Regions from separate parts of the Mus musculus genome. Here all the other regions are linked to region 4. A link is a contact called in public Hi-C and HiChIP or PLAC-seq data. All regions are on one chromosome and are shown on one strand. Each heading gives the region's core, a stretch centred on a gene start, on an enhancer-like site or on the middle of the called end of the contact. The rest is flanking DNA. Distances are from core to core; before and after follow the strand shown. Region 1 overlaps Igsf21 (immunoglobulin superfamily, member 21). Region 2 overlaps Igsf21 (immunoglobulin superfamily, member 21). Region 3 has its middle 34 kb from the start of Klhdc7a. Region 4 has its middle 16 kb from the start of Gm13021. Region 5 overlaps Igsf21 (immunoglobulin superfamily, member 21). Region 6 overlaps Igsf21 (immunoglobulin superfamily, member 21). Region 7 has its middle 6.5 kb from the start of Gm13025.

Evidence for each region. Hi-C and Micro-C count contacts between places; a contact is called where the count stands out from the background. HiChIP or PLAC-seq counts read pairs in DNA pulled down with a chosen protein or histone mark.
Region 1: a contact with region 4 is called in an H3K27ac HiChIP or PLAC-seq map of embryonic stem cells, with 4 times the contacts expected there. The contact joins two enhancer-like sites. A contact is called at or near these places in 1 of 15 datasets of contacts at CTCF or cohesin (stem cell-derived epiblast-like cells), 5 of 484 Hi-C or Micro-C datasets (the N1E-115 cell line, embryonic stem cells and nephron progenitors) and 9 of 115 datasets of contacts at active chromatin or transcription factors (all in embryonic stem cells).
Region 2: a contact with region 4 is called in an H3K27ac HiChIP or PLAC-seq map of embryonic stem cells, with 3 times the contacts expected there. The contact joins two enhancer-like sites. A contact is called at or near these places in 1 of 39 promoter capture datasets (the HPC-7 cell line), 2 of 15 datasets of contacts at CTCF or cohesin (both in embryonic stem cells), 8 of 484 Hi-C or Micro-C datasets (embryonic stem cells and nephron progenitors), 9 of 115 datasets of contacts at active chromatin or transcription factors (astrocytes and embryonic stem cells) and 1 of 9 other capture datasets (embryonic stem cells).
Region 3: an H3K27ac HiChIP or PLAC-seq map of embryonic stem cells shows a contact between it and region 4, with 5 times the contacts expected there. The contact joins two enhancer-like sites. A contact is called at or near these places in 1 of 484 Hi-C or Micro-C datasets (embryonic stem cells), 4 of 115 datasets of contacts at active chromatin or transcription factors (all in embryonic stem cells) and 1 of 9 other capture datasets (embryonic stem cells).
Region 5: a contact with region 4 is called in a Hi-C map of the N1E-115 cell line, with 4 times the contacts expected there. The contact joins two enhancer-like sites. A contact is called at or near these places in 1 of 15 datasets of contacts at CTCF or cohesin (embryonic stem cells), 3 of 484 Hi-C or Micro-C datasets (the N1E-115 cell line, embryonic stem cells and nephron progenitors), 1 of 115 datasets of contacts at active chromatin or transcription factors (embryonic stem cells) and 1 of 9 other capture datasets (embryonic stem cells).
Region 6: a contact with region 4 is called in an H3K27ac HiChIP or PLAC-seq map of embryonic stem cells, with 2.4 times the contacts expected there. The contact joins two enhancer-like sites. A contact is called at or near these places in 2 of 484 Hi-C or Micro-C datasets (the N1E-115 cell line and nephron progenitors), 2 of 115 datasets of contacts at active chromatin or transcription factors (both in embryonic stem cells) and 1 of 9 other capture datasets (embryonic stem cells).
Region 7: a contact with region 4 is called in a Hi-C map of the N1E-115 cell line, with 7 times the contacts expected there. The contact joins two enhancer-like sites. A contact is called at or near these places in 1 of 15 datasets of contacts at CTCF or cohesin (embryonic stem cells), 3 of 484 Hi-C or Micro-C datasets (the N1E-115 cell line and embryonic stem cells) and 2 of 115 datasets of contacts at active chromatin or transcription factors (both in embryonic stem cells).

What each region holds. Positions count from the first base shown.
Region 1 is chr4:140,101,795-140,105,796 of GRCm38.p6, reverse strand. All of the region lies in intron 3 of Igsf21 (immunoglobulin superfamily, member 21), which reads left to right. Among named protein-coding and RNA genes, the nearest start is that of Gm52685, 34 kb to the right of the region's middle. RefSeq lists an enhancer at 103-2,927. Within about 2 kb of position 2,291, at least 46 of the 459 cell types and tissues checked have an H3K27ac peak or open chromatin away from gene starts, as enhancers often do. A contact at or near this core is called in embryonic stem cells and stem cell-derived epiblast-like cells, where this site is marked.
Region 2 is chr4:140,137,478-140,141,303 of GRCm38.p6, reverse strand. The region is part of intron 2 of Igsf21 (immunoglobulin superfamily, member 21); the gene reads left to right. Among named protein-coding and RNA genes, the nearest start is that of Gm13029, 3.5 kb to the left of the region's middle. Within about 2 kb of position 2,068, at least 20 of the 459 cell types and tissues checked have an H3K27ac peak or open chromatin away from gene starts, as enhancers often do. A contact at or near this core is called in embryonic stem cells, where this site is marked.
Region 3 is chr4:140,000,505-140,004,105 of GRCm38.p6, reverse strand. No RefSeq gene overlaps it. Among named protein-coding and RNA genes, the nearest start is that of Klhdc7a, 34 kb to the right of the region's middle. Within about 2 kb of position 1,860, at least 15 of the 459 cell types and tissues checked have an H3K27ac peak or open chromatin away from gene starts, as enhancers often do. A contact at or near this core is called in embryonic stem cells, where this site is marked.
Region 4 is chr4:140,404,841-140,408,372 of GRCm38.p6, reverse strand. No RefSeq gene overlaps it. Among named protein-coding and RNA genes, the nearest start is that of Gm13021, 16 kb to the left of the region's middle. Within about 2 kb of position 1,917, at least 54 of the 459 cell types and tissues checked have an H3K27ac peak or open chromatin away from gene starts, as enhancers often do. A contact at or near this core is called in the N1E-115 cell line, embryonic stem cells and stem cell-derived epiblast-like cells, where this site is marked.
Region 5 is chr4:140,036,603-140,040,564 of GRCm38.p6, reverse strand. Igsf21 (immunoglobulin superfamily, member 21) reads left to right here. Exons shown (of 10, transcript NM_198610.2): 5 at 3,027-3,142. Among named protein-coding and RNA genes, the nearest start is that of Gm52685, 32 kb to the left of the region's middle. Within about 2 kb of position 1,779, at least 38 of the 459 cell types and tissues checked have an H3K27ac peak or open chromatin away from gene starts, as enhancers often do. A contact at or near this core is called in the N1E-115 cell line, where this site is marked.
Region 6 is chr4:140,057,432-140,061,030 of GRCm38.p6, reverse strand. The region is part of intron 4 of Igsf21 (immunoglobulin superfamily, member 21); the gene reads left to right. Among named protein-coding and RNA genes, the nearest start is that of Gm52685, 11 kb to the left of the region's middle. Within about 2 kb of position 2,135, at least 9 of the 459 cell types and tissues checked have an H3K27ac peak or open chromatin away from gene starts, as enhancers often do. A contact at or near this core is called in embryonic stem cells, where this site is marked.
Region 7 is chr4:140,671,489-140,675,011 of GRCm38.p6, reverse strand. No RefSeq gene overlaps it. Among named protein-coding and RNA genes, the nearest start is that of Gm13025, 6.5 kb to the left of the region's middle. Within about 2 kb of position 1,266, at least 8 of the 459 cell types and tissues checked have an H3K27ac peak or open chromatin away from gene starts, as enhancers often do. A contact at or near this core is called in the N1E-115 cell line, where this site is marked.

The sequences.
Region 1 (4,002 bases), core at 1,042-3,541, 300 kb after region 4:
ACATACACCACACACATATGCACACATCACACACACACACACACACACACACACACACACACACACACACACACAGAGTGATCTTTCATACTGTGTGGTAGATGCTTTGGCTGATGCTCTCAGAGGGCAGTGCTACAATAGAACCTGTACTGGGAACAACAGCCTGTGTGACACCTTGCATAGCTCCACTTGGTTGGTGGCACAACTGGGACATTCCAGTGAGTGTCTGATGTCATGTGGTCTTTAGACACTGAGTCCTGGGGTGGACAAACCTCCACCCCCTAACTGGGACTTTCACCTACCCCCACCTCTGTGCTTAGCTCCCATTGTCCGCCAAGGCCTGGTCACAAGTCAGTGCATGACCGAATTTGCAAAGAGAATACACCAAAGTCCTGGAGGTACTCCCCTGTGGTTGGGGGTGTTGGTTTGCAAGAGAATACAATCTCAGAATGGGACAGAAGAATTTTTGGTTTTCAAAGCGTGTCTCTAGCTCTGCAGTGAGATCTGGCTGGGACCAGAGTGAGGACCAGAAGGTGGCCATGATCCCTGATGGCCTCTCCAGGCTCCTCCTCCCAGCCATTTTTCTCTGAGCACCTGAGACAGAGTGTACCCAGGGCTCACAGGAGGCAGGCAGATGCCTCTCTGTACCCCTCCCCCCTTTTCTGAAAAGAAACGAGTGCCAAGGAGAAATCAGTTGCCATCAAGATGAGAGCAGAGATAAAAAGCATTTTGGAGAGGAAAATAAGCAATGCCCTGGGAGCCCCAGAGAGTCCTCAGGCAGGGGACTTCCTGGCTTGGAGCCAGGTTTCCTGAAACCCAGCGCCCGCCCGGCAGCAACAAATCCCTCCTTTGCAGTCTGCTTCTGCCTATAGGTGTGCCCTCCAGAGGCCTGCCTAGCTTTGATTCCTCAGACCACAAGGAAACCCCAGGCCTCCCCCATGCCCACCCCCACGCCCCACACACCTGCTTCCAGCCGTGCTCACCAGCTTTGAGAAAGCCAGCAGGTGCCTGAAGGCTTCAAATCCTGGCACAGCCACTTCCTACCCAGTGATCTTGAGCCAGTTCCCCCCCCCAGCCTCCCAGCCCCCCGCCCCTCCCCCGCCCCCCGAAAGCAGGCTGACTAGACTATCTTCCTGTAATCCTAGAATGGAATGTGTTAGACATTGGTGCCCATTTTCTCCAAGTCAAATGCTGGCTGACCCATTCGGTGGACAGGTGACCTGGGGTCAGAGTTTCCTGGTCCCCAAACATAACTCTGAGCTGAAGGTGTTCACCCCTAAGCTTCAAGCAACCCTCTCTCCCCACCGCAAGGCAAAGCCAATTTTGCACGGGATCCCCCATCCTGAAAGCCCCTATGTACACACTTCTATCTCTTCTGCTGCTCTCTATCTTCAGCTAACCCCTTGAACTTGGAAAAGTAACATTTTTAACTCCCCCTTTTCTGCATTTTATTTTACAGAAGGGGTCACAGTTCAGTAAGGCCAAGGGATGACCCAGCTAAGGGTCTCCCATTGGAATGACATGAACTTGATCAAACCCCAAACCACCTCTTCCTACACCTATACCATGGTGCCGTCTTTGTTTTACAGTTAATGAAAATAAGGCCCAGAGAGGGTATAGGACTTTTCCAAAGTCACACAGCAGCATGGACTTAAGTTCAGTCCTAGGATTTATGTGCCGGGCTCCTTTAGTCCTCCATGTTCATGCTGAGTTTCTGCACTCTGAGACACCTGGGTATCCTGAGCAGAGGGCACTCCGGGGAGCAGAGCCACCATATGTAGGGGACACAGGGGCCAGTGAAAGAAGAGACTTAATGAAATCAAGCAGTGTTGGGAACATCTTCCCGTGGCCAGCCAGTGAAGGAAGAGCCGCAGTACCAGGCTGCAAGGCCCCATTAGGGCCAGCGGCGGGGCTCCGGGCTCCGCATTTACATATAAATGAAGATATTTACAAATTAATGCATCTCAGCCCAGAGTCCCAGCTCCACAGCTGTTCAGCTGCTTCCTCTTCAGCTGGGAAAGCGGGGTGAGAATGAGGCTGGGAATATTACCAGAAACCGGCAGAGAACAATTTCCTGGGGAGCCTCAAGGAGCCCCAGGGACTCCCCGTGTTTGTCCCCAGCTGGTGGGACGCGATCGGCAGAAGCTGGTCGACGACAGGGTGCCTGCCTCCTGCGGACGCAGGTGTGAGTCCTTGTGATGCTACCTTGGGCTCGAGGGTTCGTCCATTCAGTGTGTGAGGGATTCGGGGTAGTGGGGAAGGGACTGGCTGGGAGTGGAGGATTCGCTCCTTAGACAGGAGTAGGGGGTGGGCGGGGCCTTAACAGGAGTAGGGAATGGGCGGGGCCTTAACTAGAGAACAGGGTAAAGCAAGGAGCTGTAAAGTGTCCGTGTCCGTGTCCGTGTCCGTGTCCGTGTCCGTGTGTGTGTGTGTGTGTGTGTGTGTGTGTGTGTGTGTGTGTGTGTGTGACTTGTGTGGGGACACACGGGTATGCAGAATGATGCTTCCTCGATCTCTCTCTCTATGTCGTACACTGAAACGTGCTCTCCTACCTGAGAGCCTAGCCACTTCACTAGTCCAGCCAATAACTTGACTGTGAGGATAGACTCTAGTCTTCACACTTAGGCAGTAGTTGTGCTGTCCCCTGCATGGGTTTGGCCAGGCTTAGTTTGAGCCTTTATCCAAGCAACTTCCAGGGTGCAATCTCTACCTTGCAAATCACAGCCATGTAAATAAGGGTCATGCAAATAGGGACCATGCAAATAGAGGCCATGCAAATCAGGGCACTCCTGATCAAGGGTGGGTCGCAGGGAATAGGGCCCGTGTGTCACAGAAGACATCCAAGCTGAGAACTAGAGTGCAAACAGTCATGCACAGAGGGTGGGGCAGGAAAGCAGGGGTCACTCCAAAAAGCAGGCAGAGCAAGCACAAAGGCCCTGGGGTGAGAAGGGCTGCCTGGGGCGGAGCATGGCCAGGGCAGAGGAAATAACAAAGTAGCAATTTACCCTCAGCACCCCGGGAGCCACGGGGAGCCACGGAGAGCAGCTGGCCCACCATGACCTGCATTTGAAAGTTCACCCTGGTTACTGAGACAAGAAAGCTAAGTGATCCCCGGAGGACGCTGGGGCCTGGTACCAGAGTCCCACAAACACTTGGTAGCACGTGTTCTCTCACCCACGGAGACCGACTGGCTGTTTGAGCACAGCATGAGCTGAGCATACTGCTATGATATATGATAGCAGAAAGTGGGGTGGGGGTGGGGCATTGGCAGGTAGACACTGAAGGAAGTGATTGTCCCCAGTGGCTCTGACGTGTACACTAGAAATTGGATACCATGGAGTCCCCATCAGGCATTAAAACCTGTCTGTCCTTCCCCATGCTTTCACCAGACAGCTAGGTTTCCCCGAGGGTCAGTCCCTCCTCCCCTCCTCAGCACCCCAGAGTCTGTTTGACATTTAGAGAGAGACAGTATATGGTGGAGTCTAGAAAGAGGGGAAGTGGAGTCCAAACAGATATATAGCTAACCATTGCAACAGTGAAGCCGGAGCTGTCTGAGGACTTGCTCAGACACACGCCGAGGTGACTCAGCTGGCAGGGCTGAGGAGATGGTGGCCACAGTGGCATTGAAAGTGGATCTGAAGTCAAAAGTGGCTTTGAGGCAAAGTGGATATGGCTGGTGGGAGGGGGGACTGGAGCTCTGAGTGGAGACACGGTATGTTCAGTGGAGGTGGGAAGGTGCCCAGAAAGGGACAAGGCCACTCCGAGTAGGCAGACAATGGTCCTTACAGAAGTCCTTTGAAATCATCTCTAATGAAAACACACTTCTGGGTTTTAAATAGACACAGTTATTACTGGTTCAGTCCAAAGAGCCGAGCATCCGTGGTCCTTTGAGAGTTTGCATGTCTTTACCTGATGGCATGCGTTACTGAGCAGCTCAGATGCTTGTCTTGCTGTGAGTACAAAAAAAATGCCATCCCAGCCTTGATAATTTGGAAGCCTCAA
Region 2 (3,826 bases), core at 819-3,318, 270 kb after region 4:
TCCCTGGGTACAGCTCTCTGCCCTAGACTCTTGGAATACAGTGGGAAACCCATCCTAGCTTATGTGGGACTCTGCTTCTCATTCAGGGAGGAGAGCTGAGCCCCCAAGAACTTCCTGGGCTTCACCTGAAGCCCCCACCCACTGTAAGACAGGGATACTGGGGGCTCGGGGATAAGATGTGATTTCTCAGAAGTCACCAGGCTGGAATTTGAACCCAGCCCTTCCGGTCTCAGACTTCTCTCTAGCCCGTTTCTTGTTTCCTCACAATGCTCAGCTCTGTCAGGCTGCAAGAGCACATCTGGATGCCTGGTCTATGCTGGGACAGGTGCAGCAGACATAACCCCTTCCTCCTCGGGGCTATCAAAGCCCTACCTGGGAGCCTCCACCCAAGGTGCCACCCAGTGGACACTTTGCTCATCTGGATGGCGACCTGGACCGAGAACATGATCATCCCTTGGTAGTGAGCTTCCAGAGTCCTCGCCAGAGTGGAGTATGAACATCTGAAGCCACAGTTAGGTTCTCTCAGACACTCCAGGCTCCAGACAAGCAGCTTTCTTGGTAAGGCTGGCCCCAAGCCCCTCATGGCTCTCTCTGGAAATAAGGGAACCAGCACCCCCTGTCGGGTGTTGAGGGAATCACGTGCTGTTTGTGGGAGGGCCTCCCACCGTTTCCCATTTATAGCAGAGGGTTTATATGAACACGCTAAGATTTGATCTGATCGCTGAATCACCACACCCAGCCTATGGTTTGTAAGTGGAGATACTGAGGCCCAGGTCAAGATGAGTTGACTTTCCAACCAACGAGTCCAACCAACAAGTGTGGGTTGGCATGGCGCCCAAACTGTGGTGGCTGGACATCTGTATGTACGTTCCCAGCCACCCCCTCACTCTTCACAGAGGACACATCTTGGGACCTGAGTGCTCCAGTCTCTTCTACACAGTTCCACTATGGGGCTCTGGAGATGACTCAGAACACAAAGCGCTTGCCATGCAACTGAGAACAGCTGAGCTCCTATCTCCAGATCCATACGAAGCCAGCGCAGGCCCCTCACTCCAACACTCCTCCAGGGAGACTGAAGGCAGAAGCAAGAGAATTCCCAGAAGCCCGTGGGCTAGCAGTGAACGACACGGAGACCCTGCCTCAAAGCAAAATGGCAGGTAGAGAGACCCACATGGGCTGTCCTGTGTCCTCCACGTGCGCACCAGGGATCGAGGGGGCCTGTGCTCAGCCACACACAAACATGAGCTGACACATAAAATGCCACAACATCTGAATTTACCCTACACAGTCCCCCGCGGGCTTGAGTCACCTCTGGGTGACGTCTGCTGATTATTTAATTATTCGCCTTGTTCCCCGTTCATATTACTGTACTCGTTTGAGAAACATCAGTAGGGCTGGAGGGATGATGGCTCAGCAGTCAGGAGTGCTTGCTGTTCTTGTATGGTCCCTGGGTTCTGATCCCAACACACACATCAGGTGGCCCACAGCCATCTGCAGATCCAATGCAGTCCCCACGTGCAATGCACACACGCATACACAAGAATAAAAATCTTTTAAGAAGGACAAAAAGAAGGAGAAAAATGCAGACACAGCAAATGTGTATCCTGGTTGTATCTCCAGTCTGTCCTCAGTTGATCACCACAAACTCAAAACCCAAGACAGTTAAGGGAAGAGCCACCCCTGTTCCGTCTCCCTCCTCCCCCAAAACTCCTCTCCTATACACACGGATGTATTAGCTGACAGAAATAAAATTTAAAAAGCCCAGAGTTGTCTCTGAGACCTGGGGCATTGGTAAGGGGCACAACTGCCCACAGAGCCTGAAGAAGAAGCCCAGACAGCTTGTAGGGATTAAAGGCTCCCAGGCTGAGACGTGCCTGGCTCTTTTCTGCTGCCCCCCCCCCCGCACCCCAGGGGTGACTGAGTCTGTGCACGCCCCAGGACCTGGCAGACCTGGCCAACTGGACTTTTCTGAGAGATTCAAGGCACTGGGTTGAACCCCCCTCTGCTCTCACACAGTGCAGGGCTTGCTCTCAGCAAGCAGTGCTCAGTGGCAGTTTTCTCTCTGTGGCTCTGTGGAGGTCTGTGGCCTGATTGATGGAGGCCCCTGTAGAAAGTGGTGCTGGGATTTTCCATTAGAACTGGGAAGCTCGCTGTTAGAGCTTTTTAGAAGGTCAGAGGGTAGGCTTGGAAAATACTGACAAAGCAGCCGCCGCCTCCACCCCACCTCCTGTCTGCCCTGGGGCTGAGGTGTGGCTGTGTGTAAGGTGAGCTGGTGCTGATCTACCAGCTACCACCCACACCCACTCCTGACCACAGGCACTTCCTGTGGCCCCAGCCTACTTCCTGTTTCCAGGGAGATCTCTGGAGGATTCCTAGTCTTTTCCTGCTTCCTCCTGGAGTGTGCTTTCCTCTTCCGCTATGGAGAAAGCAAGACTGAGGTACAAGTTGGAAAGATCGAACCCAGTGCTCATGCCTGTCCGACTGCCTGTCCGTCTGTCTGTCCTTCAGTCCCTCCTTTCTTCCTCCATCCTCTTTCTCCCTGTCCCCACCCTCCACGTCCTGATGCATTCATCCATCCTGTACCTGTGTCTCCTATGCCTTCCAGGCGCTGGAATCCAGCCCTTGGTGTCCGTGTGGGTGTCTCTTCAGGAAAAACCATCCACGCCTCCTCCCTCAGATGGGAAACCCCTGATGGCAGGCAGTATGAGAATTGGCTATGCACAGAACACCCTCCTCGCTTTGTATCAAAAACTCCAGTTACAATGCCTTCAAGGCTGGGTAGAGGCTGGGACGCCAGTTACTTGCTTGTCGAAAAAGCAGCCCAGTGAAGGAAGAGTTTATTTGAGCTCACAGTTCAAGCCTATGGTCCCATCGTGGCAGGAAGGCATGGCACCAGGAGCCTGAGGCATCTACCTGGGAGTATCCGATGCCTCTGCAGTCAGGAAGCAGGGAGTGATGGATGCTGGTACCCAGCTCGCTTCCCCAGCCCTGGCATGGTGCTTTCCGCATTCAGAGGAGTCTCCCCACCTCCGGTGACGTAATCCAGAAGCTTCCCTCCAAGCACAGCCCGATGCTTATCTCCCAGTGATTCTGGATCCTGTCAAGCTCACAGTCGGCATTAACCACCACAGATGCTCTGTCAGGTGCTTAGCTGGGAAGGGATGCCCGGCATCTGTGTACAGATCCTAACATTGGGGAGGCAGAGACAGGAGCATCCTTGGGCTTCCATGGTGAGCTATTAAAGCCTAATTAGTGAGCTCCAGGCTCACCCATGACAGACCCTGTCTCAGAGGAGGTGGAGAGTTCCTGAAGAACCAAGCTCAGAGCTGTCCTCTGTCTCCATACACATATGCATATGCAACACACACACACGCTCACACACATTTACACACACTTACACACACAGACACATTCACATACTCACACACACTCACACACACTCACATGCTCACACACTCGCATACTCTCTCTCTCTCTCTCTCTCTCTCTCTCTCTCACACACACACACACACACACACACACACACACACACACAGAATCTTTTCCTCCTAATTCCTTTAAAAGAAGCTCTGAGTTCGAGACCAGCCTGGTCTACAAAGTGAGTTCCAGGACAGCCAGGGCAACACAGAGAAACCCTGTCTCGAAAAAACAAACAAAAAAGAAAGAAAGAAAGAAAAGAGAGAGAGAGAGAGAGAGAGAGAGAGAGAGAGAGAGAGAGAGAGAGAGAAAGAAAAGAAGCTCAAAGTACAAAGCAGAAAGATTGCTGGAAGCCAGTCCCAGCTCTGATGCTCTCCTTGGGAATTCTCTGGGGCTCCGCGTCCTCAGG
Region 3 (3,601 bases), core at 611-3,110, 400 kb after region 4:
CGCACATCCAGAAACACGTCCTTGCTCCCTGGAGCTTCTCGGATCCATCCTGAGAAACTGGGAGGCAGGAACAGAGCCCTAAGTGGGAATCCGGAGCAGGGACTGGATTCTGCCCTGTCGTTCCCTGGAAGAGCCAGGGAAGAGTGAGCAAGGCGCTGGGGAGAACTCCAGCTACCCTGAGCCTACGGGGCAGAGGCTAGCCAGGCTTCTCGTAGGGACCTGACTGCCCACCCAACAGATCAAATCACACAAGAACGCCTCCGAGTTTGGGACGAGCCTGCACCCACCCTCAGTTTCCCCAGACTGATGCAGGTGTACTCAGAGCTCTCTGGCCCCACGCTGATCCCTCCCTTGCTTTCCCCCTTTGCTTTTCTATTTTTACTTCGTATGCAAATCTCCCATCAGACCTAAGCAAAGCATGGAGGAAGTGGGCCAGCGCACAGGATAGGACAGCACGGCAGATTGCAGCCGCGTACTCTGGTAAACACGATCTAATTGCTTTTTCCAATGGGGAAAGTGGTGGGGGCCCGGCTCAGAAAGAACACATTACCAGTCAGCTGTGTCAGGCCAAGGAGGAGGGTAGGGCTGGACCACGATCTGGGGAAGGGGTCATGGGACATGAGGGGTGACCCTGGTGACAGTCCCTGTCATTTGGACCAAAGGCACAAGGTGGTGCTGAGAGCTGGTTGACCAGTTCTCTCGTGCATTTTTACTTGAACCAGCATTGCACCGGGCTGTGGCTCAGTTGGTAGAGTGCCCACCTAACATGCACAAAGTCCTGGGTTCAATCCCTGACACAGCATAAACCAGGGATGGGGTACAGGCCTGTCAGTCTAGCTCTAGGGAGGTGGAGGCAAGGGGATCAGGGGTTCAAGATCATTTACACATCCTGGGCTACATCGGCAATGGCAATACCCCCCCCCCCATCTACCCTGTCCTGATTGAAAGTGCTGAAGGCAGAGACAAGAGTAATTGTCTGCCCAGATCCTGTGGGCCCAGACTCAACAAGCCCTCATGTGTGAGGATCTAACTTGGTATGAGTTCCTCGGTAAGGCTGAGATTAAGACCCAGGCCTGCCTGATGCCAGTGACTGTGCCTTTGAGCTAAAGAACACCGATAAGCTACAGGGTCCCTGGTACTATTGCACGTGTCTAAGTAACAACAGATCCAAGTGCTCATTAAGCACTTATTACCTGCCAGGCCCCAGGCGAGGGATAAGACAGAGCTGGTGCTCTTTAGAAGGCCAGCATCTAAGACAAGGGGACAGGAACCTTTCGTGGATGAGGAAGCTGAGGGAGAGCGAACACCTCGCAGAAGCCAACGTCCTGAGGAACAGGGGTTCAGAGGTCTGTCTCACAGGATAGGTGACTCCGGTGAGGAACCCGTTCATCAGCCGCCACCCCCACATGCCACCCTAAAGCCTGGACGGTGTCCACGCCACCGGCTTGCTCAGCCTCAGTGGGCACTACAGTCCGAGGTAGAACGAGAAACCATCAAGCTCGGAGCACGTGCAGGCCCTGCTCAGAGCTCCGGCTGCCCATTTCTTCAAATCTTGTCACCATCCTCATTACTGTGGAGGCTGCGGGGACTTTGGGGCCAATCCTACTTCTGCCAGTTCTGAGTTAATCCTGGCATGGACAGGGGCCGGTCGCTTCTCTAGAGTGAGCAGCCTGTCCGGGACAGGAGATAGGAGGAAGGAGTGCCTGATCTCAGCCTCTGTAACAGAGCTAAGACGGTGCTGCGCCTACCCCCAGTGCTCCAGGGGGTTCATCTAAACGTGATTAAACAACCATTAGGGCTCTGCGGTTGGGAAATGCAGATTTACAGACTTGCAGACCTCCATTTAAATGCAAATGTCGCTGGTTGGCTGGAACTCGATGCTTCTCTCTGCATTAAAGGCGTCACCTTCCTTTGCCCCTGTATTGCTTCTGAGAGGCTCAATCACCTTGAGCCCGAATGAATCCCAGAAGACCAGGACCCCACCACCCATCCCGTCCTCCACCAGAGCCAGGTACAGGCAGGGTCAGGACCTCAAATGGAGGCTCTGTCTCTCCTTGTCCATTCACGCCCTGCCTGACTGGCTCCCCGGGCAGGGGTTACCCTCTGGCACATAGCAGCAGGTCCCTCAAGGGACTTCCATGAGTTGTCGCCCAGAAAATAGTCACTAATCAAAGCAGAGAACCCCTACCAAAGGCGGGCAAAGAACACAGTGGCCTTGTTGACCACACGAAGAATGCTCTCCTCCTTCCTAGACTTTACAAGACAGAATTTGGAGTCATCCCACACATTCAATTTTTTTTTAATTCAGTGCTAGGACTCCAGAGGAAAGCCGAGGCTCCACACTCACTAGGTGGGCGCCCCACCACTGAGCTCCGGGGCCCCACACTCACTAGGCGATGCCCCACCACTGAGCTCTGTGGACCCACACTCAGTGGGTGGGCGCCCCACCACTGAGCTGCATGCCCACCTTTGAAAGAGAATGTGAGAACAGGAAGGTGAAGAACCATCAGAATCCACTCAGGCGGATCAAAGCCTGGGTCAGGACTTGAACCCAAGTCTGCCTGGTTACCCAAACCACTCAGTTCCCTTTCTGGGCTCTACTCCTAGGCTCCTGTGTGGCCTTTGTGAACAACTTGCCCTCTCTGGGCCTCTGCTGTCGGATCTAAAAATGGAGAAAATAGAAAAAGCAAACAGAACAGGTTCCAGGAAGTAGGTAGGACAGCCTGAGGAGGGGACACCACACTACAAAGTCCTTCATAGCCGAGCCTGCAAGTGGAGACTGTTTATGGCTGTGTACTGGCTGTGTGAGGTAAGGGAGGCAGCAGGGGGTACCACCGACCATGACCAGGAGAGTGACTGTGACTAAGTACCTGCACCCGAGTACCTGGGTGCTGTGCTTAGTCACTCCACATACTCTCAGTTCCTCCTCTGGGCATCCTTGCCAAGTTGGCTTTTAGAATTACTACATGTGTTCCATGAGGCAATCACGAAGGAGGAGCGAGTCAGGCCAAAGGTCACATATGGCCACCGCTGTCCCTGAGGAAGCATACCCAAGGCTGCATGCAGACTGTGGCCAGGCTCCTCACACCCCAGTCCCCAGCCTGTTGCTTTCTCTGACCCTGACCTTTCCATCTGGGTGACCAGATGAACCATGACTTGGGGTTCTCAGAGCATTTCCCATGTGCCCAAGGCTGGCCCAGGCATTAGACAGAGGTAGGACAGTGTTAGCCAAGGCTATGCCCTTCTGTACAACACCTCCATTTCAGCTGGACGGTGACAATTCTTTGGTTTTACAACTGATGTAACTTCTCTAGGTTGCTGTTCCCCTACCCTACCCTATCAGACCCCCAGCAATGGCCAGGGAAGAGGGATACTTACTTATTCACCCCCAGACATTGGTTGCCCCTGGCAGCAGCATCCAACTGCAGGCCAGAAAGAAAACTTGTCTATTTCTGTCCAATCCACCTGCTTCTGCCTATAAGTACCCCAGCATGCGAACAGAAGTGGGTTCTGGTGCTCATCGAAGAGACCCGTCCCCAGGGCAGTCTTTCCTCTGAATGGCTGTCAGTCTTTCCATCTCCTGTCTGTCCTTCCTTCTAGC
Region 4 (3,532 bases), core at 668-3,167:
TCTACACAGTTGTAAGCAGAAATGGGTGTGAGGACTGTGAATTGGATCTGACCCAGCTCCCTCCCCAGTCCTAAAATCCTGTGGTGGGCACCATGCTGCCCCGAGCGTTTGAGGGGCTTTAGCACTGGTGACCTTTCCAGTCAGCTTAGGGGTGACCTGTAGCCCCCACGCCCTCTCCCTTAGGCTGCAAGTCACAGGTCCATGTCACATTCATATAGTGACAAGGTCGTGAGAACAAGAACCCCACCAGTGCATGTCACCACCAGGGCAGTGAATGTCACTGAATGTCTGCCACTGCTCTGCTCAGTGACCCTCTCTGGAGCTCTCTGAGAGGTAGATGACATCATCCCCACACAGAGAAGAAAAGCAAGAGCCGGGAGATGACGCCATCACTGCTGGGGTTGGCATGCAAATGGTAATCCTTGGGGACTTTCTTTGCACAAAACTTGCTTCAATGTGGGAGCATCTCCTGTTTCCCAGGTTGGCTTCAAATACCCTGTGAAGCTGAGGATACCCTTGAACTTCTGGCTCTATTGGCTTTACCTCCTCACGGCTGGAATTCTAGAGCCTGGATTCAGAAGACGCTAGGGATGGAGACCAGGGCTTTCTGCATGCTACAGAGATCCTCCACCACCCGAGACACATCCTCCGCCTTGGAAACGGATTTGAGCTTGAGTCTACAGGTCTTACAGCTTGTGGAATTAGATGCCTTCGTCCCAATGTAGGGGAGTAAACCTCGAATTCTCAGAGATACCCAGACAGAAACCTAGGTGGCCAGCTTCCGGAGATGCTGGGGCAGGCCTCTGGGGAGGCAGAGGCTGGCAGCTGAGCCAGTTCCTCCCAAAGCCTCCTACCAGTTATGGGGAGTTTCGTAGTCCCTGTTCTATTGCTGTGAAGAGACACCATGACCATGGAAACTCTTACAAAGGAAAGTACTTAACTGGGGCTGGCTGACAGTTTCAGAGGTTAAGGGTCATGGTTATCATGGTGGGAGTACGGCAGTTTGCAGGCAGACATGGTGCTGGAGGGTAGGTGAGAGTTCTACACCAAGATCCGCAGGTCACAGGAAGAGAGAGACACAGGGCTTGGTGTGGACTTCTGAAACTTCGAAGCCCGCCCCAAGTGACACACTCCCTCCAACAAGGCCACTAATCTAATCTTCTAATCTTCTAATCTTTTCAAACAGTGCCACTCCCTAGTGGCCAAGCATTTAAATCTATGAGCCAATGGGTGCCTTTCTCATTCAACCCCCCACAGGGAGGCCAAGGGTCACATTCAAGGTCAGCTGCTCGGTCCAAACAAGGTCACACTTTGAGTGAAACTTTTTGGCTCCCCAGGTTTAATAACTACAGTGTGCCCCTTCTGGAAGGTTCCCCGTGGACCTGTAGTGTAACTTCTCTGTTCTGTGGAGGTGACAGGTGACAGAGGTCCACAGAGGTTGCCACTCCAGACTCCTCCATGCAGGGATTGGACTTGGGTCTTAGGTGGATGGAGCTCTGGGCTGACTCCCTCAGCTGCAGAGCCAGAAGGGAGTTAACAAGAGGAGTGGTGGCCCCCTCCCCCCTCCCCTGCTCAGTTTCTCACTTAGAAATGCAAATGGGGTGAGGCTCTGCTCAGAGCATTCTCCTCTTCACACCACACAGATTATCCCCTTTCCCCCAACCCCCTCTGCCAAGGAGATTGTCTAAGATTGTTTGTGTTACAAAAACCCAGAGGGGATTGAGCCATTTGGTGGACCCGTCCTACCAAACTAGGCCTCTGGGAGGAGGCTGCTTCAACAAGGAGGGATGTCCTTAGCCACCTTCTTCCGGCAGGAGGGGCTAGAGGTCCAGCGGTTCTGGGGACACAGCCTGGGCCCTCTCTGTCTTCTCCCTGTAGAGGGCCAGGGAGTTGGAGAAAAGCAGGCCTGGCTCTGGGAAGGCAGCCGGCAGGCCACACTGCCTGAGCCCATTTCCTGTCACATTAGGAGACAAGGGCTGGGCTCCAGTTTCCAGCAGCTGGTGAGCGCTTCCTGTCCCATTCCCCTCCCCTTCCCTTCCCCTTCCCCCTTCTCTCCCCCTCCCCTCCCCCTCCCCTCCCCTTCACTCCCCTCCCTTCCCCCTCCCCTCAGCAAGTCAATCAGTGATCTCTGGTGGAGCAGCTGTCTTCCAGTCAGGACAGGCTGGGGGAGAAGAGAGGCTGAGGTCAGGACAGTGCTCATTGTACAAGCTCGAGCACCTCAGTTCATCCCCAGAGCACACCTGAACACTTGCTCATATCCCAGAGCTGAGGAACCAGAGGAGGGGCAGACCCCTGGGACTCACTGGACAGCCCTTACCCAAGTTGGCAAGTCAGGTACCAGGGAGACAGTCTCCCGAAAGGAGGTAGACTCCTGAGGAAGGAGCCTGGTCTGGACCTCTGGCTAACACATTCATAGATACACACCAGCACACACACACACACACACACACACACACACACACACACACACACACTCACACATCAACACATGGATGCGTATCAACACACACACACATACACTCATGCATATATACAAACACACACACACCCCAACACCCTAAGAAAGGGAACCTGAGCCGCAGGGAGGTGAAGGGTCAGTTTGAATCGCATCAAGTTGCTGTTTTTTTTATACAACAGCAACCAAGATGGCTGCGGGTTAGTTCATCAGGAGAACACACACTTTCACTCACAGCCTTTGTGTGTGCACAGCAAAGCCACCCACAGAGCACGAGTTGAGTCCATACCTCACCCTAGCCACATCCTTTTAGCTGAGTCATTATCGTCTTCTGTGTGGACGAGGAGGGTACAGCATCGATTAATCAGCTATATCTTCTCAGTTCAGATGTCTCCACAGCAGGCACCCAGGCTCAGTTATCTGTGACAGCTAGAATTCCTGGCAAGAACCTGTTGTCTAAAAAAGCCGAGTGACTGGCTAGAATCCGAACAATCTGGAGAGGTTGGAATGTTGCAGGTTAAGAGCCATTATCTTGGAATAGCTTAGGCCCCTTAATAGGCATGTATGGCTTCTGGTGTACAAGACCTGACATCTTTTATGACTGTTAGGAAAAATCCTTTGGAATGTATGAAGAGACCCCTGGTTCTCACCAGAGGACTGTGACTATGTCAGACAGCATTTAAAGTCGATAACTGAGTCTCCCAATGTTTCAGTAACTCACCTACCTAAGGTACCAACCAATGTGTGCAAAGTGTGTTGTTTTATGGCTTGCTTTCTTCTGTGACTATAAACATTTATGAAACTGCGACCTCATTGGAACAGGGAAAGTTTGAGGTAACCTAACCCTGAGTTGCCAGGGCCTGGTCACTCAAAATTTGTTTTCAGAATAAACTATGCCTTCCTGTTCTTTGAGGCGAGAACTCGTAGCCGTTTAGATGAAACTGTTCGTCCACAAGATCATATGGGGAGAAAGCAGTCATGGGGTGGAGTGTGAGCGCATGCGGTCTCTCCCCACATCTGGCTCCATCTGGCTCCTGATGGAGACGTGAGCTCTCAGAATCCTGCCCATCAGCCATG
Region 5 (3,962 bases), core at 530-3,029, 370 kb after region 4:
TTGGGGCTTAAGTTGTGAGCTCTTGGCTTTTCCTCACGCCATGCCTTTGTTCTGCCATCGTGGACTCAAACCCTCTAGAACCATAAGCTAAATGAGATGCTTTCTTTTATAAGTTGCTTTGGTCATGGTGTTTTGCCTCAGCAATAGAAAATTAATACAGTAACATGGGGGTGGAGGGGGGTGTTGAAGGGTCCACCTGCCCTTTCTGGCCCTTCAGCATTCTGGAGGTTGTACTTTAGCGTATTTTGGAGATGAAGATGTGGATGAGAACGGGAAGTGATGACAAAGGTGGAGGTAGAGGTAGTGTCAGGGATGAGGCTGGTGGAGGTAGGGATGGGATGCAGAAAGAGGTGAGGATGGGTAACTTTCAGGGGGACACTTAAGGTGTGGGGGAACCACATACAGTAAGCTTAGGGGGAAGGGTTTTATGCTCAACTCTGACTGAAGGGAGGGCCCTCGACCTCTGGGGCAACAGAACTAGGAAGCAGTTCCCAAGGAAATTGAATCACCAGGCCTGTGGAGATGCTGCAGGGGACCAGGGAACAGGAACTCTCAGCAGCTGAAAGGTACTGACAGATACCAGTCCCTTTGAAGGTTGGCTGAGCCTGGAAAAGTGACAATCTGGGCTCCAGACCAGGCATTGGTGGCACAAACCTTTTATCTCAGCACACAGAGGGAGAGACAAATAGATCATTAAGAATTCAAGGCTAGCCTGGTCTACATAGGGAGACCTTGTCAAACCAGGTTGCCACTATTCTGATCACAGCTCTACCTCATGCTACATATAGGCTACATATGCTGGGTTCGGTCCCACACCTCTTTTTTGCCCATCCGGAGTATGGGAATAGCACACCCACCTGGCAGGCCAGAGGTGAGGCTGGAATCAGCAGCTCCTGGAAACTGGGCTGCCACCGATCTTTCCCTTAAGATCTCGTTCTCAGTGCTGTTCTGAAAAAGTTACACTGCAGAGTTTGCAACTTGTGGGTAATTGAAGTGTTCTGGTGTGCATTTCCGCTCTTCCAGTTCCTACCCGACTTACCATCTGTTTTGAGCCATCTTCCACTTAATTACAATTCTCTGTCTATTGTTCTCCCAAGCTCCTGGCTCGCTCAGCTTCCCTTTTCTTGCCCCCAGCATGTGTGGCTGCCTGAACGAAGCAATAGCTTATACCTGGCCTCATCTCTCTGGGCTCTAAAACACAGCGGTCCTGCGCTTGCCGGTCCCCACCAGCACACGGGCTTCTCTGCACGTTTATCTCCCTCCTTGCTGGATGCCTACAGCAGGCCCCTGGCACTGAGCTCCACACCTGGCGGGCGTCAGGAAATGCTCAGTGAACTTAATTAAACTCAACCGGGGTGAAAACCCCCTGCAGGAAGGCAAGGTCTCCAGCATCTTTTGTTTGTTGTTTGACCGCCCCCACCTGCTCCCCATCCATGCTGCGCAGAGGCCCAAGGCCAGGGAAGCCAGAACGGACTGCCTGCCCCAAGCAGAGTTCAAAGATGGTGCCTCCTACAGAGGTCGGGAAATCACAGCAAAGGAAACATCTTCAGGTTGAATTCCCAGCGTGAAGCCCCGCGGTTTCTCTAGCTTGAGTTCTGTCCTACGGCCATGTCTATTGCACGCTTCCCATTTAACCAAGGAGAGGTCAGAGGCTCGCAGTGTGGCAGTGTCCCCAAGACACAAGGATGATGGTGACTGAAGTGGGGTGTGGGGAAGGAGAGAAGGAGGGGATGGGGTGAGAAGGAGGCTGCCACCCACAGTAAGCCCAGTTCCAGGGAGAGAAGCTCTCAGCTCCGGATGACTCTTAAGTAACATGACTAGCTCTTTCCTAGCCTGTGGAGTCTAAGACGCTGTCTTGTCCAGCTAAAACACATGCTGTGCTTTCCGGCTCTTCAAAAATGATGCCACCCCCCACCCCCACCCCACCCCCGTCCTCGCGCTCTCTTAAAACGTTCAGTGGCCCCTCGTTGTTATGTTTTATAAAAAGATAATGAGAGAAGAAATATGTTTGGTGAGTGTGTAGTCTGGTGTCAGGGAGGAGGGTGCCTCTGAGGGTCCATGCTGGGGCATCCCTTTCCCCTGAGGGACCAGCCACAGGATGGTATAGAATAAAATAGAGTTTACTCAGGGCATGGGGGGTGGAGTTGGGGGGGGGAGAGCGAGGAGGAGACTAGGGAGAGGGAGAAGGGAAGAGAGGATAGAGCAGAAACAAGAGAGGATAGGGTGAGCAGCCCCTTTTATATTGAGTCAGGCACGCCCGGCTGTTGCCAAGTAACTGTGGGGTGGAGCCTAGAAAAAATGCTAACACCCACTACTCTCAGCAGAAAGGAGAAAACTCTTAGTTTGTGATGAGCTGATCAGAGGGCTTTCCAGAATTCTGGGGGAGGGGGGAGGGCGGTGCTAAAGGCAGAGGAGGGGAGAGGGAGGCCTCGATCTGCTGCAGTTACTGGTATTACGGTGTGAAGACACCCACGGGGACCTGTTTAAGTTCATAACAGTTTAACAGCTGGTTCACAAAATTCCTGAAAATGTCATAGTCGCCTGCACAGGTTGGAGCTGGCTCCAGCCCAGACAGTGAGCGCCTACAACTCACTGCCCTGGCTTACTAGATGTTGGGACAACCAAAGTACCCAGCTCGGCTGTCCCTCCCCCACTCCAGCCCTCACGCCCCGCCCCGTTGGGTCCTTGCCTGTGCTGTTTCTGCCTTCCTCTCAACTTCTGCCTCCTCGGACCACAGCCCAGTGTGGCCTCTCTGGCAATGACCCCCAGGATCTCTTCACTGGGGCAGGGTTCCTTTCTGCACTTGGATGCCTTTGGGATGTCCTTACCACTTCAATCCTCATGGCCTCTCCAGTGCTCCGTGTTTCTTTCAGTGCGTTAAAAGTCCCAGGAAGCAGGGACTCTTGTGTCTCCAGCAAGGAGCCCAATGCTCCCCATAGCCGTCAATACTGCAGCTCCACCTGGTGTAGAACTCTGAGTCCCCCCCAACTGAGTCACTATCTCCTGTCCTTCCTTCCCTTCGGAAGCTCCTCCCACCTCCATCGAAGTCGTGGCTGCTGACTCCCCTGCCCCCTTTAGCCGGTACCAGGCCCAGAACTTCACACTGGTCTGCATCGTGTCAGGAGGGAAGCCGGCGCCCATGGTAAGTGCTTGGAGGTTCCAGCCCTCAGTATGCCAAGACTCCTGCTCTCTGAACCTCCTTCAGGAACCATTTCTGTACCCAGACAGGAAGTGGCCCGCCCCATCCTGCCATCCTAGATCGGCATAGTAAGGTTGACTTCCAGGAGTACCCAGGACCCAATATGCCCCTCCTAGATACTGAGGAGAATGGGGAACAAAGAACAGGATCCAGAGATGGGGAGGCGACTTCACCATAGTCTCCTGGTGTTTTCCACAGAAAAGGGACCCAAGTTCGTTTTCTCATGCTTCGAGCACGCTGTTCCTCCTGGGCCTCCATGGGCCTCACAGGAAATCACCCCAGAAGGAAGAGAGGAAAGGGGGAGAGAAGGGGGCAGGAGGAAAGACAGAGGGGAGGGGTGGGCCCCCAGAGCACCTGGTCTGAGCTCTGCTTCTGGCCACACCAATCCCCAGGACTGACCCTGACCAGGCACCCCCTCCCCTTCTTGGTTTTGCTACGAGGCCAAGGAGTTGGACACTATCAATGTTTCAGAAGCCATGGGGCCCATTTGACCTAACAATTACTCAACGAAAGCTCATGTGTCTAACTTCTAACAGGGGAGGCATGGATCCCTCAATTTTCCTGGAAACACCCCTGTGCACCCATATCAGAGCCTTTGAGCTACATTTGGGGGTGATTCTAGTGTGGGCATCTTAGAATAATATTCTAGTCTTCTACCCATTGAGTTTCACACATTGCTCAGATTTAGCAAGATAGCGACGGGGCGGGGGGGGGCGGGTACAGCTGGGGCAATGAGGACCTGCAGTTAGAATTCAGATGGACA
Region 6 (3,599 bases), core at 886-3,385, 350 kb after region 4:
ACAGAGCAAGGAGGGAGGAGGCCGATTGGGATGTCACCACTCTGTTCCCAGTGACGTGCAGTTAACACACCAGGCTCAGACTGTTCACGTGTTCTCTCGAGGACATTCGGGCACTCAAATAGGTAATCCTGCCGCTTACCCTTTTAAATAGCAAGGTGGTGTCACTTGTCTGGTTTCTCTAGCCAGAAAATAGGGTGCAGGGTTGGGGCAAAGATTTATCCTAGGCCATTACTATTAGTCTTAGTCCTGGTCAGGGTTTTATTGCTGTGAAGAGACACCATGACCACTGGCAACTCTTTTTTTTTTTCCTATTTTTTTTTTTGAGACAGGGTTTCTCTGTATAGCTCTGGCTGTCCTGTAACTCACTTTGTAGACTAGGCTGGCCTCGAACTCAGAAATCTGCCTGCCTCTGCCTCCCGAGTGCTGGGATTAAAGGCATGTGCCACCATGCTCGGCTCCACTGGCAACTCTTATAAAAAGAATGCATTGAACTGTGGCTGCCGAATGGTTCAGAGGTTTAGTCCATTATCATCACAGCAGGAAACACGGCAGCAACTTGGTGCTAGAGACAGAGTTGAGAGTTCTACATCTGCATCTGCATCTGCAGGCATCAGAAAGAGAGAGTGACTCACTGGGCCTGACTTGGGCTTTAGACACCTCAAAGCACACAGCCAATAACATTCTTCCTCTGACAAGGCCACACCTCCTAATCCTTTCAAATAGTGCCACTCCCTGGTGACCATGCAGTCAAATACAGGAGACTAGGGGCACCATTCCTGTGTAAACCACACCACCCACTCTGAAGGCACCTTACCAAGTAATGGGAAGCCGGACAAATAGGCCCTGGTGGTGTCAAGACTTTGCCCTGGGAAGTTTGTTCAATGGCTAGAGACAAGCCTAGCAAGGGGGAATCTCTAAGACCTATCCCCTCGTAAACTGGTCCTGGTGGTGCCCACCCATGTTCCCAACACTCAGGAAGATTTCAAGGTTATCCTCAGCTACATAGGAGGCCAGCCTGGGCTACACAAGACTCTGGCAAGGGTGAGAGCGAGCAAACCTCCTCTCAGGAGTCCCCCAGCCCCAGCTCGCTTTCGAGCCACTCCATGTGGCTAGCAGAGTGAACTTTGATACTTTCCACACCTGGAGCCCCAGAGAGCAGTGTTAGTGCATGACACCCCCACAGTGGTGGCGTGTGCCTGCTTTCCAATGCATTCTGCACAGCTCTCCTTGTGGCTGGTGTTCATTCCCACCCACCCCCAACCTTACTATTTTGTTCAATGGTTCTATTGAGTGATAATTCACACCCCACTGTTCATTTAATGTGTCCCATTTACACTCAGGACCCTGCAGCGACCGCCATAGTCAGATCTAGAATGTCCCCATCACTCCCCAAAGAAACCTTGTGGCCGGACAGTGGTAGCATGTGCCTTTAATCCCAGCACTTGGTAAGTAGAGGCAGGCGGATTTTTGAGTTCAAGGCCAGCCTGGTCTACAGAGTGAGTTCCAGGACAGTCAAGGCTACACAGAAAAACTCTTGTCTCAGGGAAAAAAAAAAAAAAAGAAAGAAACCTTGTGGCCATGACCACACAGTCACCTCTCCCCACGGGCTTTTCTTACTGTGGATATTTCAGACAACCAGGATCCTATAAAACGTACGGATCTTTGGTGGCTGGTATCTGTCGTTAATGTTCTCACAGTTCATAAATGCTGTTGTGTTTGTCAAAAGATAAAGAGAGAGGGGATATGTTTTGGTGGGAATGTGGGTAAGGGGTTACCTCCGCAGGCCCATGCTGAGGACAGTACACTATAGAATAGAGTTTACTCAGGGCATGGGGAGGGGAGTTGAGAGGGTAGTAGAGGCAGAGAGAGGGGGAGAGTAGAGAAGTAGGGGCTGGCCATGACCACGTGGAAGGGTGGGGGAGGGAAAGGGGAGAGAAGGGGGAAGGGATGCAAGGACAGAGCAGGAACAGGAAGGCAGGAGCAAGAGAGTGGAGCAGGTAAGCCATTCTGTTTATAGTAAGTCAGGCACACCTGGGTGTTGCCAGGTAACTGTGGGGCGGAGCTTAGACAAAATGTTAATGAGTGCTGTATCGCGCGTCAACACTTCACTCTTCCTTTAGTATTAAGTTGTATCCCACTGTGCGGGTTTATGTCTGTGGAGGGGCTTTGGGCTGCTTCCACCCTGTGGCGCTCACGAGTTGTGCCGCTTTGAATACCCTTGAACCAGTTATTGTGCGGACAGTTTCTGCTTTCTCCTCTGTGTGCCTGGACGTAAACTGCCAGGAACGGTGTGAACCGGTGCATGGCCTTTTAAGAGAATAGCAGGAAGCTTTACAGCTTCTGTGCCGGTTTGGGGGGAATTTGGGCGGAGCTTTTTGTTGTAGTTTCAACTTGGGTTGGTGTTTTTGAGACAAGGTCCCCCTCTGTAACCCAGGCTACCCTTCACTCATGGCAATCCTACTGCCTCAGCACTGGGATTATATGAGACTTCAACATGCCTATCTTACTTATGCTTCCCAGCAGCATCTGAATTCTTGTCGACACTTGTTATTAAAAGCCAGGGGTCATTTTAGTCTACCTGTCATCCTGGTGATGGGAGGAGGTGGCATCGCCTTGCAGGTGTGAACCTAGCCACCTTGCAGGGGACTATTGGTTATATCCTATCTGCCCAGGGACCGGCCAATTCCTAGACTTTGTTTCCGTGTTGTTTAGCTGTAAGTCCCTGATCTCCAAAGTCTCTTATCAGCCGTCTGATCTGCACACCCCTCTCCCATCCTGTAGGCCGAGCTTTCAGGAGGGTGACCTCAAAAGAACAGGGGGCTTCGATTCCCTGTCTATTATATCTGCTTCTCTTTTAATGCCCTGTTGTTAGAACCTCCAGTTAGGGAGCCCTTGGCTAATGGCAGGCACAGTTTACTGCATAGTTTTCTTCTAAGAGTGTTTATGACTTTAGCGCCTTCACTGGGCAGACAGCGCATGCTGAGTTATTGTACTGATGGTGAGAGGGAGGGGTCCAGGTGTCCCAGCAATTCCTGTGGCAAGCGATTCAATCCATTGCACTCACCCAGCCTGGCTAGCAAGCATGCACTAGGGTGGGATGTTCTCTGTGTGATTCTTAGATGGCGACTGGGTCTCACCCCATTTGTGGGCTGTACCCTGCCATCTGATGAATGAAGGGGAAGATATGACAAAGCCAAGTCTCAGAACTATCCAGCGCTTGGGCAAAATGCAGGTGCTGTCTCTTGGTGGGCAAGCCATTCTTTTTTTTATAAAATATATTTAGTTAGTTATATTTATATATAAAATATATTTAGTTAGTTATAGTTAGTTAGTTAGTTAGTCACGTGTATAGGTGGCTTACCTGTGTGTATGCCTCTGTGAGAGTGTCAGATCCCTGGAAGTGGCAGTTGTGAGCTGCCATGTGGGTACTGGGAATTGAACCTGGGGCCTCTGGAAGAACAGCCAGTGCTTTTAATCTCTCAGCTGTCTCTTCAGCCAGGCAAGCCATTTTTGAGAGAAAATAAATATATACATACATACATACATACATAAGTACATAAATACATAAATAAATAAAATGTTTCTCACACACCTGGCTT
Region 7 (3,523 bases), core at 17-2,516, 270 kb before region 4:
TGGATCCATCTAGAAGCACCGCGCTACACATGTGCCCTGCAGCTGATGCCAGCTGTGTGGGGCCTCAGTCCCGTTGCTGACCAGAGCACTCCGAAGGCGCTTCCTCTCACCATGGTGGCCAAGGGTAGTCAGGCCTTACACCTCAGCTCCACTAGAGATAGTGCCAATGAACACGGAGGGCATCCCACGGCCTTCTGTAAGCCAGCCTCCTGGACCACAGTGTCTGGAGTCTGCCTGCCTGTAGACGTAGACCTTCCCACTGAGAGTTTGTAGGAGTGTGTTAGCACCCCAGGTGAGCAGCGTCAATGGGGCAGCCCAGGGCCATGAGAGCTGGGGTGAACTGTGTGAGACCCCAGGGGCGGTTCAGCCTCGCCCACCCTGACTTTTTTTTTTTTTCTGTTTGCAGCCAGCTGCTTCCTACCTTTGAACTGGAGACTGTGTCCCCGGTGACCAGCAGGGGGCGCCAGATACATCGGGGAGGTAGCCTTTTGACACTGAGGTGCCTTCAGCCGCATCCACCCTGGAGCTAGAGCCCTTCCTCACAGTGACAAGCTAAAAATGGCTCTTCCTGCTTTTGACCCATGGGGAAGCCCAGGGCTGCCTTTTCTTTCTTTTTTTTTTTTTTTGGTTTTTCGAGACAGGGTTTCTCTGTATAGCCCTGGCTGTCCTGGAACTCACTTTGTAGACCAGGCTGGCCTCGAACTCAGAAATCCACCTGCCTCTGCCTCCCGAGTGCTGAGATTAAAGGCGTGTGCCACCACGCCCGGCTCAGGGCTGCCTTTTCAAGTGGGCAGATTGTGTCTTGGACTCATCCTATTCGTGGTCTGACCTTTGACCTTGTTTTTTTTTTTTTTTTTCCTTCAGGAAACGCAGTGAGGAGTGAAGGGCACTGGTTCCCACAATTAGAGATGCAGGCTCAGCAGTCACTGGTCTCCTAGGGCTGAGCCCCTTCCATCCTGCTCCTAGAAGCAGTTCCAGAGAGTCCCCCTCCCAGTCTACACCCCCCCCCCTCCGCCTTCCATACACTCTGAGCTCCAAAAGGATGCTGAGGGAAGTTTGAAAGGCCTGGTGCATTTCAGCGTAGGACAGACCCAGCTGGGGATGGAGACAGGGCTCTGCCATGGGCCTCTGCCTGTGCAGTGCAGCTTCCATGCTGGATTGCAGGAGGTCTTGGGGAGTCGCTGTGAGCCCTGGAAGAGGCTGGGGACCCAGATCAGTAGCCTCTCCTGGGAAGGACCGAGAACTTCCACCCCCACTCTCTCTAGTCCATGAGATTCTTCCTGTGACCTTTGACCCCATCTTCCTTCCTTCCTCCACTGCTCAGCCCTTGTGAGATTGAGGCTAGGCTCATACGGCCAGCTCCTGCCCTTCCTCCTCGCTTCCCAGTGCTAGCCCACGGCTGCCCACTCTGGTCCTTTCCTCCCCTCCCCCATGTCCCTTCTTGGCCCTTCATGGACCATGCCAGTTCTGGGAGGAGTAACATCTTCTGTGGCTGTCCTTAGCTGGTGACATTTGTCTGCAGAGTTAAGGGTGGCCCACTGGCTGTCTCCATAGCAATATTTAGCTAATCATGGAGATGGGGCTGGAGAGGTGGCTCAGTGATTGAGAGCACTGGGTGCTCCAGAGGACATAGGTTTGATTCCTACCACCCACATGATGGCTCACAATTGTCTGTAACTCTGACTTCTTCAGGCTTCATAGGCTGGGGCACACACGTGTTACAAATACATACACTCAAGTGCACAGATATACACATATACACATTGTTTGTTTGTTTGTTTATTCATTCATTATATGTAAGTACACTGTAGCTGACTTCAGCCACTCCAGAAGAGAGCATCAGATTTCATTACGGATGGTTGTGAGCCACTATGTGGTTGCTGGGATTTGAACTCCTGACCTTCAGAAGAGCAGTCGGGTGCTCTTAACCACTGAGCCATCTCACCAGCCCCATACACATTGTTTTTTTTAAAAAAAAAAGGCCAGTCGTAGTGGTGCAGACCCATGATCCCAGCACCCAGGACGCACAAGGTATGGTGGTTTGAACATGCTTGGCCCAGGGAGTGGCACTACTTGGAGGTGTGGCCTTGTTGGAGTATGTGTGTCACTGTGGGCATGGGCTTTAAGACCCTCATCCTAGTTGCCTAGAAATCAGTATTCTGCTAGCAGCTTTCAGATGAAGATTTAGAACTCTCAGCTCCTCCTGCATTATGCCTGCCTGGATGCTGCCATGTTCCCACTTTGATGATAGTGGACTGAACCTCTGAACCCGTAAGCCAGCCTCAATTAAATGTTGTCTTTATAAGAGCTGCCTTGATCATGGTCATGGTGTCTGTTCATAGCAGTAAAACCCCAACTAAGACACAAAGCAAATGCTCTACCATTGAGCCTAGCCTAGGGTCTCATGTAGCCCAGGCTAGCCTTAAATTTCTGAGCCTCCTATTCCAACCCCTCACCTCTTTTTTTTTTTTTTTTTTTTCGAGACAGGGTTTCTCTGTATAGCCCTGGCTGTCCTGGAACTCACTTTGTAGACCAGGCTGGCCTCGAACTCAGAAATCCACCTGCCTCTGCCTCCCGAGTGCTGGGATTAAAGGCGTGCGCCACCACGCCCGGCTCCAACCCCTCACCTCTTAAGTGCAGGGGGTTAGGGGCATGTGCTACCACACTCAGTCTTTTTTTTTTTAATATTTTTATTAGGTATTTTCCTCATTTACATTTCCAATGCTATCCCAAAAGTCCCCCATACCCTACCCACCCACTCCCACTTTTTGGCCCTGGCATTCCCCTGTACTGGGGCATATAAAGTTTGCAAGTCCAATGGGCCTCTCTTTCCAGTGATGGCTGACTAGGCCATCTTTTGATACATATGCAGCTAGAGTCAAGAGCTCCGGGGTATTGGTTAGTTCATAATGTTGTTCCACCTATAGGGTTGCAGATCCCTTTAGCTCCTTGGGTACTTTCTCTAGCTCCTCCATTGGGAGCCCTGTGATCCATCCAATAGCTGACTGTGAGCATCCACTTCTGTGTTTGCTAGACCCCGGCATAGTCTCACAAGAGAGAGCTATATCTGGGTCCTTTCAGCAAAATCTTGCTAGTGTGTGCAATGGTGTCAGCGTTTGGAAGCTGATTATGGGATGGATCCCCGGATATGGCAGTCTCTAGATGGTCCATCCTTTCGTCACAGCTCCAAACTTTGTCTCTGTAACTCCTTTTTTTTTTTTATTCTTAAGACATTATTTTTTCTAGGTAGCCCAGGCTAGCCCTAAACTCACTATCTTCCTGCCTCAGCCTTCTGAGTGGGATTAGAGGTGCAATACCACACACTAAAGTCCAAGGTTTTTCTGGTTTGATAGAATATACAGAACAAAGGGCACCCCCACTGTCCCCTCAAAATGCTCCTCTGCACCTGGGTGCTTTCTCTCTGTGACTGAGCTCACTCACGTTGCACAATGGTCTTCACAGCTAAGTGTCTTCACCCCCGTTTTACAGCCTTGCATAGAGAGGTCAAGGGGTCAAGTGGCTT